Regions from separate parts of the Mus musculus genome. Here region 1 is linked to region 2. A link is a contact called in public Hi-C data. All regions are on one chromosome and are shown on one strand. Each heading gives the region's core, a stretch centred on a gene start, on an enhancer-like site or on the middle of the called end of the contact. The rest is flanking DNA. Distances are from core to core; before and after follow the strand shown.

Region 1 (6,060 bases), core at 2,367-4,866, 150 kb before region 2:
TTTCCCTTCTTTTAAAAAAAGACACTGAAGCTGTCTTCAGACACAGCAGAAGAGTGTACTGGGAAGAAGTGGGTTTCTGATCCCATTACAGATGGTTGTGAGCCACCATGTGGTTGCTTGGGAATTGAACTCAGGACCCCCTGGAAGAGCAGTCAGTGCTCTTAACCACTGAGTCATCCCTCCAGCCTCAGTTTCTTGACTTTGAAGGAGGCCCCTGAATATCACATATTTTGAGGCTCAGGACAGAGAGAGTGGGGGTCCCAATCCTTTGCTGGGTCTAGTACTTAGAAAGGGCCAGCTTGTGTGAGCTGACATTTCAAGGTCCTCCCCATTTTCAGGGCCTATTCAGCATTTAGTCCTGTCCCCAGGAACCCCATTGCCACCCCACAGGCAGCACCAAGTCCTGGGAGGACTGGACCCTCCGTGGAGTGGCTGTCATCACAGCTTGGGGCCGCTGTATCTGCAGCTACATCCGGGAAATTCAGACCCAGATGCGGGAAGATGGAGGACCCATGGCCCTGACCTAAAGCTCTGAGAGTGTGGCCGTGGGAGGGTGACGTACACAATTGTAGTTGACCTGGTCACTCTTGTCTTGCTATAGATGACAAAGAAAGAGTAAATCCAAGCGGGGTGAGATCTGGCCTGGGCTGGTGGCGCAGGGAGGGGCAGGACCCTGGCAAGGAAGGTGGCTCAGGCCAGGGCTGAAGAGGGGTCCTTGCTCCCCATGGTCATTCCAGGTTTCTGGCCTTTGCTGTCCAGCTGACAAAATTCTCATGATTAGGGGAGCGGCCTAATCCCATTTGCTGGGAGCCTGGTCTTGGTCCTGCTGGGTGTACTGGATCCGAATGTACTGGATCTAGCTCCATTCTCTGGGTCTTTTAAGTTGAGCTCCTTGGGAGCAACTGTAACCACCAGCCTGGCTGGGGGCCGAAGCTGGGAGACCTGAGAGGGTTTGATGGGAGGGGCTGGGGACCCATGTTTCCCTCCCTTTATCAATAGCCATTTTATTTATTTATTTATTTATTTATTTATTTATTTATTTATTTATTTATTTATTGAGACAGGGTTTCTCTGTATAGCCCTGGCTGTCCTAGAACTCACTCTGTAGACCAGGCTGGCCTTGAACTCAGAAATCTGCCTGCCTCTGCCTCCTGAGTGCTAGGATTAAAGGTGTGCGCCACCATGCCTGGCTCAATAGCCATTTATTGAGCACCTACTGTTTGCCCTGGGCCATACTGAGTGGGACAAACTCTGTGTTCTCACTTCCTACAGGGCTTTGTCTGTGAGCATTGGACACTAAGTATGTATGTATCTATTATTGCTGTGCATGTGTTGTATGTAGGTAGTATATGTGCACATGTGTGTGAATGTGGAAGCCAGAGGAGGACATCAACTGTCCCACTCTATTACTCTTCACCTCACTGAACCCCGAGTTAGACAAGCAGTCAGTAATCCTTGGTGATCTTCCTGTCTCTATCGCTCATGGCTCTGTGGTTACTGACATGTGTGTAGCCATGCATAGCTTTTACATGGGTGCTGAGGATTTGAACTTGGGTCTGTTTTCTTGCACAGCAAGCCATCTTACCCACTGAGCCCTCTGGACAGCCCCTAATTATGTACTATTTAATTTCAAGGACAAGAGATGGCAGGTCTTGGTATCCACTGGGGATGTGGGCAGCAGAGGTCCCACAAACACGTGGATATCAGTTCACACTCTCAAGTGGGAAGGGTGGGGAAGGAAGGGGCAGGCAGGTTGTGGGGCCACAGCTCCAAGAGGGATGAATAGAAGGGAAGGCAGGTGAAGCCTTTTAGGGACAAGGGAAGAGAGCCACAGTCCAGGGGACTCTGGATTTTGCCCTAAGTCTGTAGGAGGTGGAAGGCCTATGGCCCTGGGGGTGTAGCCATGTCTGAGCCAACTCAGGGAGGTAGGTTCTTGATGTCCTGGGAAGGCCAAGGTTCCTGAGAAGCCAGGGGGAGGCCGGGCTTGGGGAGGAGCAGCTATATGCATGGGCAGGGAGGAGACAGAACATGGAGGTCATTGGTAGGGGTCAAGGCCCAGGACAGCAGATTGTCACCAGGCCTGCGGCTGCGCTGGCCCTGGGCTTGGTCTATCCTAGGCCTTTATGTTCAGCCCTGGGGAAACACTTGGGCCTGATGGTATGTTTTCCGGAGGGAACGGATGGTCAGAATGAAGGGAGGCGGCTGGCGGGGGTGGGGAGTGGTTTTCCCGGAATCCTAGATCAAGCCTTAATAATTTGTTTCAGAATTAATGTGCGTTCACGCCATCTTTGCTGTTCCAGCTCATTGAAGATTAAATAAAAATGTGATTCCCCTCCCCCCAGATGGAGGGAGAGAGACCAGGTCTAATCTTTCCAGCTGGGCCAGCTGGGAAACTACCACTCCATGGGGAATAAATCTCTGGGGGAGGGGACTCTTGACTCTCTGGCTTTCAATCCAACGGGGCATAGTGGCCCTAGTTATGTCTCATATTATCGAGCTGATAATCTTTTATTGTATCGGGAGACCTTTCGTGGATGGAAGCTCTGAGCCTTCTCAGGGCTGAGGCTGATGCCTCACTAGGCTCTGTGGCAGGGGCATGGCCAGATCCTCACAAGCGGATTCTAAGTGCCTGGGCACCAGAGAACCCAGGTCTCTTTGTGGAGAAATAGTGGTTCTTTGCCTCATTCTTGGCACCCAGGCCAGGGAAGCCGACTGAGGCAATGTGTACTCATTCCTTTTTTCCTTCAGTTACTCATCTACTCAAGGATCAAGTTATTTTTATGTTGTTTTTTGTGCCAGAGTTTGAGGGCAACCAGGCAGGCAGGCAGACAGACAAGCAAGCAGATAGGCAGGCAAGCTGGCTTCTTATCAGGGTCACCACCACTTTGTCTTATGCCTCAGGATTAGCATGCCCTGATCTTGGACCATCTTCTCTGACTGGTCCCTTTTCTCCTCAACATTTCATGTGGATCAAGATAGAGGAGGTATTAATCCAGCGTGTATAGAGGCATTAGAAGCTGACTGGGTTTGTCCCCTCCCCTCCCCTCCCCTCCCCTCCCCTCCCCTCCCCTCCCCTCCCCTCCCCTCCCCTCCCCTCCCCTCCCCTTCCCTTCTCTTCCCTTCCCTTCCCGGTTTCTCTGTGTAGCTCTGGCTGTCCTGGTGGAACTTCCTCTGTAGAGCAGGCTGTCCTTGAACTCAGAGATCTACCTGCTTCTGTCTCCGGAGTGCTGGGATTTAAGGTGTGCACCATCACTGTCTGGCAACTGTCAGAGTATTCTAAGAAGCAGAAATACCTTTTCATGTTCATGTGACTGCAGAAGCCTCGGTTGTGGGCTGGATACAGGGTCAAGATGTCAGTGAGGGCTTTGGAGTCTCGCCTGTCTCTGTGTGCTTCCATACCACGTGTCAGCTAACTTCATGTTTTAATAAGTTGTCCACACACACCTTTGATCTTATAAATTAGATTTATCATCCTATATAGTCCAACCTGGGCCAGGCAGCTGCCCCTGTCTCCAAAATGCCAAGATTATAGGTATCCCTTGATATAGCTGGGTTATGTAGTTCTGAGCACTGGACCCAGGGCTTCCTGCATGCTAGGAGACATATCCTGATTCCCAGAATCAAATCAGAATCTAGGACCTTGTGCAAGCTAGACCACACTAGACCATGCTAGACCAGAGACTCGTGTGGGCGGAGCTCCCTGGAGTCTTTGATCAGGGACAAAATGCAGCTGGGTCCCAGCATAGCCAGTGTTCCGGGTCCAGTGTGCAGTGTGCCTGATCATTGTCTGTGTTAGGGGACTCAGGCTCTGGTGGGGACACAGGGGCAGGCACACTCAGAGCTTTGCCAGGTTGAAACTGAGCCCTCATAGGCAGTGCTAAGAGGGTAGAAACTTGATCTGTGGTAGCCAGAAGTAAATCAGATTAAAATGGCCTGATGCTGCTGATCTCTGACCTTCACACACACACACACACACACACACACACACACACACACACACACTCTCTCTCTCTCTCTCTCTCTTTCTCTCACATCAATATGTACCCTAGCCCATGACACAGAAAATGGACAGAGTGTCCAAAACCTTTTTAAAGTACTCAAGAACTCAGTGACAGAAAGCTCTCCATAATAACAGGACAAAGGTCCCATGTGGACACTTCCCACAGCAGTGAGCAAATGTCCTGACTATTCCCACCAGGGCACGCTGTGTCAGCAGCCTCTGCTCTGAGCATCTCTCCACGCTGGCCACTGACACAGACCTTCATCCCCACCTCTGAGGCTCCCTATAGGGGTGGGGGTGGGGTTCCTGGTGCCTGTCAGTGGCTTCAGTGGCATCTTTGACACAGGGTCATTACCAGGCTCCTGGCACCTGTAGAGGGCTGAAAGCCACCCTGGGCCTGGCTTACAGTGTCCCCAGCCTCCTGTTCCCTGGTGTTCTCGTTATTTCCTAGTCTAGGCCAGAGCACCCTTTCTCAAAGACCCCCAGTCTTTGTCGCCCAGCGCTCTGTCACTCGGCAGCACCCAGAACATGGTTTGGCTCTCGCTGTAGGCCTCAACCAATGGGGGTTCTGCTCTGGGCCACTTGGTCAGGGTTGAGGTGGAAACCACTCTGGTTGTCCCAGGAGAAGGAGCTGAGGGGCTGGGCAGAAGCTGACACAGGTAGAATAAATACCCTGAGGACCGGTCCCACGGACTGGGCAGGGAATCATTTCCTGTCCCGGCTGCAGCCTGAACTGTGTGCAGCCGGGCACAGGATGGGACGCAGGAAGGCCTGGAGACCTCCACATCTTGGCTAATTTTTTTAAGGAATTATTTTTAATTATGTATGTGTGTATGTCTGGGTATTTTAGTTATGTATTCTGTATATGTGTGGGTATGTGCGCATGTGCAGGTGCCCATCGAGACCAGGGGCATCAGATCTCTCAGGCATTTGTGAACCTCTGGGAAGTGACCTCAGGTTCCATGCGACAGGAATGCCTACTCATAACCTCTGGCCGCCCCTCCAGCCCCTGCATTTGGTTAGTCACCGGAGCGCATTTCCTTGTGGTATCTTGCAGGTGAGGGGACGGAGGCCCAGAGTATTGAGGGAAGCACTGAGAGAAACTTTAATTTGCTCCTGCTGGAGGGACCCACCGAGATTGATGGGCGTGTTTGGGGACACAGGCCCAGACCACTCTCTGTAGGAGGCTCCTTCCACAGCTGTCCCTGAGAGGAACCCAAATTAGTCCCCTGGACTTCCAGTTGGATCCCTACTGTGTGCCATAACTTCCTTTGAAGGGAATTTAGAGGGACAAAACCTGTGTGGTCAGGTGGACGGGACTCTAAGAAGCTCAAAGGCTAACATGGAAAGTCCTGGAGAGAGTTCTGGTTCTGTAGCCCAAGCTGGCCTGCGACTTGGGTCCATGTGCCGTGTGACCAGGCCACACCTGTATCCTCTGTGTCTGGTTCTGTCTCTGTGCATCTTGGGTAAGCATGCCTGCCCTGAGCATTGCTTCAGTTCTGTAATCGAGTCCTCATGGGTGGTGACAGGAGGTGGTGAGTTCGAGCCCCGCTAGGACTCCTTGACAATGAGCTATAAAGTGACTTGCTCCAGTGTCTCAACAGCGACAACCACATCACAAAACCAAGTCAGATAACAGCGAAGAACAGCAGAAAGGAGGCGTCTGTCGTCTGGGCATCTTATGTTTTGTTTGGTGCCTTCTTCCCCTGCCCCAAAGGCCCACCTGCATCACTACAGAGGATCAAGGACACTAGCGCTCACCCACCCTGGAGCACATCGGGTGGGAGCTCCGGCTGCTTTCCAGTCTGAGCGCCTCTCCCCAAATGGTTCCCATCTCCTGTGCAAACATATTTATTGGGTTTGATGGCAAACACATTATACTTGTCCCAGGAAGGGCAGTTCCAAAGAGAAAACCTTGAAGTCCGGGAAATAATGACGGGGGAGTTAAATTAAAGTGTATAAAACCCTCCCGAGAGATAACGTCAGGGTGAGTTACAGGCCCGATAAGGGATTGGGGCTTCTCAGAGGGGCTCAGAAAGGTCGCCCAGTAGTACGCAGAG
Region 2 (5,593 bases), core at 500-2,999:
AGACAATGTGTCTCATTAACTAAAATAATATAGAACCTAGATACATACATACATACATATATATATATATATATAGCCTATATTATCTATTGCCTATAATAAAACTAATACAAAATTAGGCACTTTATAGTTTCCAAAATAGAGGAAGCAGAAAGAACAGATGCTGTTCAATTTCAAATAATCTTTTTTAAAAATAATTTTATGTTAAACTAAGTATGCACATGCTTTTACTTCTAGCACTAAGGAGGCAGAGGCAGGCAGACTGCTGCAAGTTCAAGGCCAGCCTGGTCTACATAGAGAGAGCCTGCTTCAAAAACAAAAACAAAAACAAAAACAATCCCAAAACAACAAAACCCTGTATTTATTTTGAGTGTGTGTGTTCTGCCTGTATGTATATCTGTGCATTACATTTGTGCCTGATGTCTGAGGTTAAGAGGGTGTTGGATCCTTTCAACTGGAGTTACAAACAATTGTGAGCCACCACGTAGGTACCTGGAATCAAACCTAGGTCCTCTGGGAGAGTAGCCAGTGTTCTTAACTGCTAAGCCATCTTTCAAGCCTGCCCCTGACTCCATTTGGACAGGGTCTCACTCTATAGCCCTGGCTAGCCAGGACCTTGCTATGTAGGTCTTGCTGGTCTCACATGTGTGATCTTCCTATCTTTGCTTCCTGCATGCTGCTGGGATTGCAAGCTACATGGCCTGATTAAAATGATTTTCACTCAGGAACAACCCTCATCACTTGAGTCAACTGAACTAAGACTTACGAACATAAGGCTCAGGTAGCAGGGCTACTTAACATAAACACTTCCAATAATAAATTGAATAGCAGATCTCCAAACTGTTGCTAAGTGTTCAATTTCTTTGCCAAAGGAAGGAAACAGAAAGGACAGATAGCTTGGCTTCTGCAATTAAAGAGACAAAAAGCAGGCAACGTTATTCCATTAGTCACAACTGCACAAACAGATCATTATATGTAATTTTAATGCACAAATAAATGCATCAGTGTATCCAGACAACATAATAATGCAAATTGATAAAAGGTTTATTTTATTTGTAGTCTTTGAAAGGAAATATTGTGTTTAAGCAATAGCTGCTTTGCCTTTCTACTGACACCTTTCTCCCTATCCTACATAGGGTGATAGCAAGGCAAGATCTGGTACACTTATATGCTCACTTCTCTAACAACATTTAATGGTTTCCATTTGAAGATAAGTAATATTTTCAAACACAATAAACCAGATTATCTAATTGTGAAAAATAAAGAGGCTCTTTATAACAGAGGAAAAACTTCTAAACACTACAGTTTTATGGGCTCAGGAGATGAACTCACTTTTTTTGCATTCAAAATAGTAGCAATGAATATGAATAGATTTTATATAAAACTATATGACAAATCCATTCAGAGCTATGGAGTTGGCTTTGTACTGCTATCTTAACCCTCAATAAATCTAGACTGCTTAAAGGCTATTAAATTAACATTTCCCTGATCTGGCACCTGTAGTCAAGTTAATTTGTCAAAAACATTTCTACAGTTTGTCACTGGACACTGTATTTTCTGACAAGCTTAAAATAAAATTGACAAAATTTCATTAATTCCCTCTGAATCACCAACCTTGGTTCCATTAAGCTTTTATTATCAAGAACGTCAACTGTCACTCCTTCTTTAAGGAGGTCAAGTTCTGATCTGGGTGCTTCTTGGATCCTTGCCATTGTAACAGAAGCTGGAAGGCAGCACAGTGTGGTGGTGAAGAGCATAAGCCGGAACTCAGGCCTGCACACAACGCCGACAGAGACTGACCTTCAGCAACTTAGGCTTTTTTAGGTCATGATGTCCTTATCCGCAAAGAATGAGAGCCTGAGTTTGGATCTTCAAAACGTATGTTAGATGCTAGGCACGTGGTGGCACACAGCTTTAATTCCAGCACTTGGGAGACAGAGGCAGACAGATTCTGTGAGTTCGAGGCTAATCTGGTCTACAAGCAAGGTCCAGGTCACTCAAAGCTACATAGTGCGATTCCATTGTAAATAAACAACAGGAAATAGGGCATAGTGGCATGGTGCTATATAGTCAGCTAATCTAGCCACCAGTGAGCTCCAGGTTTAGTGAGAGAGTCTATCTCAAGAAAATAATAAACAACAAAAAGTAAGTAAATAAAATGAGAAGCAACAGAGCAAGGAAACAAAGTCAACCTCTCACTTCCACACACGCATGAGAACACACATCATACACACACAGGATTTTAAAAGCATGGAGAATAACAGTTCTCCCTCATGGGGTTGCAGGGAGGACCTGAAAAGATTCCATGGAGAAGCATTCATTTCTCTGATCTACAGTAATGGCTCCTGAAATGCTCTTGGCCACTATTCTTGCTATATGTGGATATAATAATCTTACTTTATAATCAGAGACTTAAAAGGTTTTATTGACAACCACAGACTTGAAACTCTTAAGACAGCTTCTGGGTATCTCCTGTAAAACACCCTCAGAATGTGGCATGCAGCAGCCTCTCCTGAAGCCCTAAACTGATGTGGCCCTGTCACCAGCTAAAAACAAAACAAAACAAACAAACAAACAAAAACCTAAGCCCTCTACCTTACCCCCATGGACAGTCTTGACAATTCAATGTTTCTTCCTGTTGGGTAAAAGATTCCTGCAGAGTATTCCCACTGATCTTGGTGCTAGCCTAATGACATCTGAACAAGTCTACTGCTGCTTTCCAGCACTTCCCTCCCAGCCCTTGCCCGGCCTCCTTTATATACCTATAACCAAACCAAAACTCCAAACACACAAACCAAACCAAACAAAAACCCAATGCCACCTGGGCTGCTGTACTGTAGAGTACACTGGACTGTGACCTTTTCAAGGTCACCTGGGCTGCTGTACTGTAGAGCACACTGGACTGTGACCTTTTCAAGGTCACCTGGGCTGCTGTACTGTAGAGTACACTGGACTGTGACCTTTTCAAGGTCACCTGGGCTGCTGTACTGTAGAGCACACTGGACTGTGACCTTTTCCAGAAGACAGCACAGGAAAACTGTAACATCACAGCAAAAGTCTACAGCCCTAGACAGGTACAGGAAGTTGTTCTTCTCAAAACTTTTAATGCCCTGATCCTTGGGGATGGGAGGAAGCCTAACACCCCTGTTTTAAGCATTGAGTTATCCTGTGTGGTTTGAACAATAAACTTAAATAAATTAAGTTAGCAAATGAAGGCCAGCAAAAATACTCAACAGCAACAGGTGCTTGCTCAATAAGCCCAATTCTTGGATTCTGGAAACCATGATTGACGGAGAGAACCAACTCCTGAAAGTTGTCCTCCAACCTCCAGACATACACTGTGACACTGACAAGCTCTCCACAGCACATTTATAACAATAATAATAATAATAATACCTTTATTTTTCCTAGACAAGTCATATTATACAGCCCTAGGTAGCCTGGAACTAGCTATGTAGACCAGGTGGTCTCAAACTCTACAGAGACAGAGATGGGCCTGCCGCTGCCTCTGAAATGCTGGGTTAAAGGCATGCACCACCATGACCAGCCAGTAAAATAAAAATTTAAAAATATATATCAACTGGAAAAATTTGGTCATTCATTGTCAAATTTATGTTAAGCAGTAAACAAAGAATAGGGGAAGCAGGAGGGGAAAACTGAAAGCCTATTCAGACTGTAACAGGAATGGCAACCACTTTCCTCAAGCTTAATTCAGAACAACACACTTCCCGTTACCATCCATGTCTACCATGCTGGTGGTATCATGTCTCGGGTGCCAGGCCCCTCAGTGCAGAGGCAAAGGGTTGGTCTGGACTGTGGGCCTGTCAGCTTTGAGTGGTGTGACTATGTACAGGTCTGTAACCTCTTTAGAAGTCAAGTTCCCTCAGCTGTGAAATACACAGGAGAACATCTGTTTTTAAAATACCGCAGTCTAAAGCAAAAGTGAAGCTTGTACCAGGGCTCTGTGGAACTGGGGTATAGATCTGTGCAGAGGCCCTGAGTTGATGCTTGCATCTCTCCTGCAAGAGCTCTGTTCCCACGACTGTTATGTAGTCAGTGATCCTTCTTATGTGGTCAAAGCTGCTGCTCAGACAAAATATTCTTCTATGCAAAAGGAGGCACAGGCAACAGGGAAAGATTTCTTCAATTGTTTGCAAAGAAAATCTATAGCAATCTCCTCTCATCTGGCCTGGAGACAGTTACAGTATGTCCTAAGATTCAGTCATCTTAAAGCCATTTTTACAAGATAGAAAGTGTCCATCTTGAATTTTCATAGCCATTGTGGGATTTTTTGATCATTAAATGCTACACAGCACTCTGCATTTAATTATACAAACAATGGCTTCCATAATGATGATAATATCAGGGAAAGGTAATTTGCATGAACTAAGCCCCATCACCTAGCATAAGTTTAGAGATCTCTTTATTATTAAATCATTTATATAATAAAATCAATACACTTTAAAAGTAAAAACAGGATTTTTTGGACCATAAAGAAGAGTTACATGTTTTAAACGCTATCAATTTTCATAGTATAATGAGTCTTTTAAGATTTAATACCAACTTTCAACATTAAAACTCAATGGAGAGCACATGCTTGACTCCATTACTAGTTGGGGGGAGCTCTGGCAAAGGTCACACAGTTGGCCATCACCACAGTCCTCAACTACAGGAAACTGTGGCACAACCCCTCAATTACCCCATGGACAACTGAACTTCAAGAGGCTAAAACATTTCTGAGCAGAGCTGCAAAGACAGTGAAGATCCAGGCACAGATTTTCTTGTAGAGTTTCAGTTGATTAAACACTAACATAAATATTCACCTTAAAATTCTATCGTTTCCTTGATTTACCTGGTCTTTAAGACCCACACATTTCTCTGTAGTACCAAGCACATGCCTGCTTTATCAGTTTAAGACTTGATGTTCTTCAATAATAGAATTCAAACGTTTCACCAAATCATCATTTAGTAAGTCCTAAAAATCTTGTAAAATTAATCTTTCATGCACATACAGCTTATCCAAAGTTGGGCTATAATTAGACAGCCCTGGCATAAATGAGCTTACTACTTTATTTGCTCAATCAGTGTATGTCTCTTCAGTAATTATAATTAATTCAAGTCCCTGACGCACCTCCTAACAAACAATGTAAAAACATCAGACAAAATGGAAATAAATAGCCTTACATTTCTCCAATTATGATATTCACTTTCATCCTCAAAATGCATACGTGAGATCTGGGGTGGGTCTGCTCTGTATTTGAAAAAAAAAAAAAAAAAAAAAAGCCATGCAAAGAACCTACAACTCAAAGACCAAAACACACTGCTTTTTTTTCCCTCATAGGAAAATACAGACACAAATGGTCAACTGAAGATTTTCATTTAGCAGCTTGTAAATGTACAGAAACAGAATCAGCAAGAAAAAGAGAAAGCAAATCATTATTGTGCATCTAGAATAACCCTGAGAGTCTTGGAGTTACATACAAAATGTATAACTGCAAAGCAGCATCCAAAACTCTACCAAGCCTTCACCAGTCTCCAGGGCAGAAACCTAGGGGAAAGAAGCAAGAGGAAGGAAGCTATTGTTTAAAATGAG

Evidence for each region. A called contact is a pair of places that touch in the nucleus more often than the background predicts.
Region 1: a Hi-C map of the N1E-115 cell line shows a contact between it and region 2, with 2.1 times the contacts expected there. The contact joins two enhancer-like sites. A contact is called at or near these places in 2 of 484 Hi-C or Micro-C datasets (the N1E-115 cell line and olfactory sensory neurons) and 1 of 9 other capture datasets (embryonic stem cells).

The regions. Positions count from the first base shown.
Region 1 is chr2:34,632,262-34,638,321 of GRCm38.p6, reverse strand. No RefSeq gene overlaps it. Among named protein-coding and RNA genes, the nearest start is that of Gm34372, 3.8 kb to the left of the region's middle. Within about 2 kb of position 3,616, at least 8 of the 459 cell types and tissues checked have an H3K27ac peak or open chromatin away from gene starts, as enhancers often do. A contact at or near this core is called in the N1E-115 cell line, where this site is marked.
Region 2 is chr2:34,483,612-34,489,204 of GRCm38.p6, reverse strand. The region is part of intron 4 of Mapkap1 (mitogen-activated protein kinase associated protein 1); the gene reads right to left. Among named protein-coding and RNA genes, the nearest start is that of Mapkap1, 80 kb to the right of the region's middle. Within about 2 kb of position 1,749, at least 6 of the 459 cell types and tissues checked have an H3K27ac peak or open chromatin away from gene starts, as enhancers often do. A contact at or near this core is called in the N1E-115 cell line, where this site is marked.